Regions from separate parts of the Capra hircus genome. Here region 1 is linked to region 2. Evidence: chromatin contacts called from public Hi-C data. All regions are on one chromosome and are shown on one strand. Each heading gives the region's core, a stretch centred on a gene start, on an enhancer-like site or on the middle of the called end of the contact. The rest is flanking DNA. Distances are from core to core; before and after follow the strand shown. Region 1 overlaps DTL (denticleless protein homolog). Region 2 has its middle 19 kb from the start of NENF.

Evidence for each region. A called contact is a pair of places that touch in the nucleus more often than the background predicts.
Region 1: a Hi-C map of blood shows a contact between it and region 2, with 4 times the contacts expected there. The contact joins two enhancer-like sites. A contact is called at or near these places in 4 of 5 Hi-C or Micro-C datasets (blood and liver).

What each region holds. Positions count from the first base shown.
Region 1 is chr16:70,092,871-70,095,590 of ARS1.2, forward strand. The region is part of intron 11 of DTL (denticleless protein homolog); the gene reads right to left. Among named protein-coding and RNA genes, the nearest start is that of INTS7, 32 kb to the right of the region's middle. Within about 2 kb of position 1,386, at least 1 of the 5 cell types and tissues checked has an H3K27ac peak or open chromatin away from gene starts, as enhancers often do.
Region 2 is chr16:69,766,706-69,769,405 of ARS1.2, forward strand. No RefSeq gene overlaps it. Among named protein-coding and RNA genes, the nearest start is that of NENF, 19 kb to the right of the region's middle. Within about 2 kb of position 1,261, at least 3 of the 5 cell types and tissues checked have an H3K27ac peak or open chromatin away from gene starts, as enhancers often do.

The DNA.
Region 1 (2,720 bases), core at 136-2,635, 330 kb after region 2:
GAAGACATATTCAAACACAACTTTTTACATGCATGTTCATAGTAGCTCTGTTCATAAAGCCAAAAAAGTGGGGACTTCCCTGGTGGCCCAGTGGTTAAGAATCCACCTTCCACTGCAGGGGACATCGGTTTCCTCCTTGGGGGGTAATTAAGATCCCACATGCTGAAGGACAACCAAGTCCACACACCACACTGGAGAGAAGTCTGTGAGATGCAACAAACGATCCCGCATGCTGCAACCAAGACCAGATGCAGTCAAATATATAAATAAATGAATAATTTTTAAAAAAAGCCAAAAAGTGGGAAAGTTTAAATGTCCATCAACTGATAAATAGACAAATAAGGTCTAAACATCCAATGGAATATTCCCTCCATAAAGAGGAATGAAGTACTGATATATATAAAAATGGATAAATTTTATGAAAGCAAAGCCAGACATAGAAGATCATGTCTCTATATAATTCCATTTATAGGAAATGTTCAGAAAAGGCAGATCTACAGAGACAGAATGAAGGTTAGCAGTTGCCAGAAGTTGGGGGAAGGGAGGAATGGAGTGACTCCAAAGGTTATGGGGTTTCTTTTGGGAGTGATAAAAATGTCTGGGAATGAGATGGGATGGCTGCACAATACTGTGACTATACCAAAAAAAAAAAAAAAAAGCACTGAACTGTACACTTTAAAATGACTACAATGGTGAATTTTACAGTATTCAAATTCTACACCAATCTAAAAGAAAAAGTGGAGGGAAGGGCATGTTGTAGGCTAGAATGAGAGCTTATGTCCAACAACTTTTTATGAAAGTCAGTAACAAGTGTTTTCACAGTTGAGGACTATCCTAGTATGGTAAAGTATATTTGGTGACTACTCCAAAGAAGATTAATTTCTTCTAATGAAAATCAGGTGACTTAAATCTTTGATTCTTATTCAAATATGTTTTTATTTATTGTCCCTTCACTATAATATTCATTATAATTATAATAAAAATATTATCATAATGACATGATTTCACTTTTGAAAACCTCCCTCTACTTTTAAATAGGAAGAGGAGACTAATTAAGCCCAATAGACATTTACATCTATGCATTCTGGGAAAGGTCAAAACACAAAAAATTGTCTTCTCTTACAAATTTTAGTTGTTACAGAATAAAGGCTTAACTCAAGGCAGGAGAAATTCCTAAGTTAAAACTCTCAGAACAATGAAGGTACCTTTAGAAGCAACTGGCCCTAATGTACAGACCTCATAAAACATTTTGTATACTTGAACAGGCAAAAAAGATCAGCACCTTTCCTCAAAAAACCTCCTTACTCTGCCCAGTTAGAGACCAAACCTAATCTTCATTTCTGCCATGAGATCATTTACACTTCCTAAAGTGTCAGGCTCAATGTTTCGCCAGTCAGCGGTAGAATGATGGTGCCAAATCAGTTTATTTATAACCACTTTAATACTATTCAGTGGCTCTATCAGAAATGAACCAGGGAAGGGGGCAGGGGTTAGGGTAGGACAAGGAGTAGGAAATTAAATAAGAAGAAAAAATAATATTAAATCTTTTTACTCTTGGGCCTCAGTGTCAGAAAGCCTAATTAAATTACATCTCCTCTTTGCTGGGCAGTAGTTAGGACTGGAGGGCCATTCATTCTCTTCTGCCCCGAGATCTAAAACTCCATTCTTTCACCCCATTTTCTTGCGCCCATGGGATTTTTTTGGCATAGGAAAATCCTTATACCTGAGAGAATTCTGACCTAATTGTCTGACTACTCAGCTTGTGTGTAACTGTTTTTAAATTACACACTACATCCCACCCCCCTTTTCTTACCATGGAAAAGGAAAACTGAGCCACCTCACCAGGCAAATTCACTTTTAGGAGCAGTAAGTTTGCCAGGATCTCAAATATCAGAACCTGCACACTGAGTTATGTGTGGACAGGCAGGAGAACATCATGTCTGAACCACATCACTCAGCACCAACATGTGACCCAGCCTAGAATTCAGAAAGGGTCACCCATGTGTGTGATACTCACTGACTGGATGTTTGAAAATGAGTTACTAATGAACAGCCAAGTATCTTTACTCCTTGTCTTTAAGGAGAGGAAGCATCCCTCAACCCAGATTTTCTGGAACCAAAAAAAAAAAAGGCAATCTTTTGTACCAGAGCTAAGAGGAACTTTAGAAACTGGCAATTAAAAAAAAAAGAAAAAAGAAAACAAAGCCAGAAAACAAACAAAAGTATTGGCAATAAACTATACACACACACACACACACACACACACACACACACACACTCAACTATATAACTAAAAAGCTGATTTTAAAATATGATGAGTGCCTAAGTTGTTTTGTGCATAATCCTTTATTATGCTTTTTGGTATGTTTGCAGTTTTACTTTTAAGAAAAAAAATTTAAAAGATACTGACCTTGGTAGGAATAAAATCCTCTAGCTAAGTTGGGAACCAAAGCAGAAAAAGGAATGTAGGTAAGATAGTGAGGGAAGGAAAAACCAAAAGATAATAAATATGCAGCACAAGACCAGATTATGAAACAGAAACACTAGTGCTAGTCACATAAAGTTTAAAGCTCAAGTAAGAAGAATTTTATAGACAGGAAGTTATGTAAAACTCTTATCATGAGAGTCTCAAGTATATATTTTATAAGAAAATTTTCATTTAAAAATACAGTAGGTGTGTGTGAAGAAAAAGAGGCAAGGTAAACAAAAAAGCATCTTGG
Region 2 (2,700 bases), core at 11-2,510:
TAGAGGTTCTCCATACATGCTGGGTGTCTTGTCTTGTTTAGTATTTATTTTTGTTTATTTAGTTGGCTGCTCCGGGCCTTTGTTGCAGCATGCAGGATATTTGACCTTCATCTCCATGTGCAGGAGCTTCAGTTGCAGCATGTGAGATTAGTTCCCCAACCAGGGATTGAACCCAAACCCCCTGCATGGGGAGTGTGGAGTCTTAGCCACTGGACCCCCAGGGAAGTTCCTCTTCTCTTCTCCTTAGGTTCCACCTCCTGGGCTTTTCTGGGAACAAGAAACAAAGACTCAGCCAGGTAACTGCAGCAAAAGAGGTTTTCTGGGAAAGAAAGGCTTTCCTGGAAAAGGAAACAGAAAGGCCCAAGATCCCAGGAGCCAGCCTCTGTCCCTCCCCCAAAGGCATCGGAGCATCCTGCCCCTGTCCCCCCACTGCAGCTTCCACCTCATTCCCTCACACTTGGAGGTTATCTCAGGAGTGCTCCCCATGGCGCCCTCAGCTAGCTCAGTTTCTGGAATTTTCCAAGGCAGGAACAGATGGGTCTCTACCTGGTCGGGACACAGTTGCTGGCTGGCCAGACCTATGGGTGAGCCACAGGGGTGGGTGACCGCGCGGTGGCCGGTCACCTGCAAAGGTCCTTCCACCCAGGTGGAGGGACACGGGGACCTTCGGGAGGAGCCCTGCCCCCCAGAGGGCTCTGTGTGCAGAACAGGCCAGCCGGCAGGAGGGTGGGATGGGGTGGGTGTGCCAGAGGCTGGAGCTGGGGTCGCACGTGTCCCCCTCTCCTCCCTGTCTTTCCTCCCTGACACGTGGAGGTCCTCGCAGGGAGGAGCTGAGAACAGACCCGCTGACCTCTCCCGGACAAGCCAGCCCCTCTTTCTCAACAGGGAGCAATTAATAACCACCTGCAGGGGCACCTGCTTTTGATCTTTCCAGGGCCCGAAAGGCCCCCGAAGGCCAGGACAGGGGCTGGGCCACCTGAGCCCGGTGAGGAGCACCTAACCGTGTATCAGGGAGGTGGCGGCCGCGGGAAGCCCCGGGAGGGCAGCGTACGGAATCGCCAGCAGCAGGGATGCCCGAGCAGGGTTGGGCCCAGACCTCTGAGGTGGGGGTGGGTCGGCTGGTGGGCCTTCTCTGGGGTGGAGGTCAGGACGACAACGCTGGTCCTGCAGCCTGGACTCGCTGCGGCAGAGGGGAGGAGCCCGGCTTCCGCGGCTTGGACGGGGAGCCAGGCGAGCCGAGCTCCCTCCAGAGCGCCAGGCCGCTTCCGGCGCCTCCTACCCGCAGAGAGGCGAATCGCGAGCCGCCGCCAAAGCCAGAAGCTGCGTGCCAGTCCCAGCCCCCGCGCCTCAGAAAGGGGACAGAGAGAAAACCAGCGCGCCAAGAGGGGAAACTTGTTCTCCTGCACGTGTGTGTGTGCACACATCGATATACACGCATAGATATACATGCACACAGCTACACATGTAGATATACACAGAGATATACACAGATATGCACATATACACACAGCACAGAGATACATACATAGATATACACACACACTACACCCATTGATATGCACACACTATACACAGAGATATATACATACACACAGATACAGGCAGGTACACACAGGCACACACATGTCACACACGCAGATGTGCACACACAACACACACAGATACACACAGATATGCACACAGTATACACAGAGATACACACATACACGCAGATACAGACAGGCACACACAGACAGGCACTCACGTCACACACACACAAATGTACACATACACACAGACACACCACACACACAGATGTACACATACACAGACACACAGATACACACACACATACACTCACCACAAACACAGATACACATCACACACAGAGCTGTGTACACATACAGAAACAGATACACACAGATACACAAATACACACATATAGGTACACACCACACAGGCACACACACTGAGGCCACAAGCTCCCTCCCTGCAGGCTGGACTGTGGGTCATGCCCCTTGAGTGTCGGAACCAAGTCAGACAATCTCATGGCCTTGACTGGGGTGGGGGGTGCTTTTCTGATTCTGAACTGTCTGCCCCTGGACCCATTACCTCTCCAGCCCCAAAGAGCCCTCTGGTTTGAGATCCTGTATTAAAAGGAAGCTCAACATTTCCATCTCTGGAGAGACATCTTGGCCGATGGTGGGGAAATGCCCACCCCTGTCCTGGGAGAGAGTCTTCTGCATTTAAATTGATCATTACACAGGAAACACAGTGAGACTCCTCTACCAACAGAAAGTGAAAGCACTCAGTCCTGTCTGATTCTTTGCAACCCCATGGACTATACTGTCCATAGAATTCTCCAGGCCAGAATACTGAATTGGGGAGCCTTTCCCTTCTCCAGGGGATCTTCCCAACCCAGGGATCGAACCCAGGTCTCCTGCATTGCAGGTGGATTCTTTACCAGCTGAACAAGGGAAGCCCAAAAATACTGGAGTGGGTAGCCTATCCCTTCTCCAGTGAATTCCCCTACCCAGGAATCGAACTGGGGTCTCCTGCATTGGAGGCAGATTCTTTACCAACTGAGTTATCAGGGAAGCCCCTACCAACAGGAAGTATGGGCTAAAAGTGTTCCTCTGTACTCCGTTTAAACATCTCCTCGTGGAGGCCTTCCCAGCCTGTTCCGTCTAATTGGGTCCCTCTGCCACCCTAGTGCTCTCC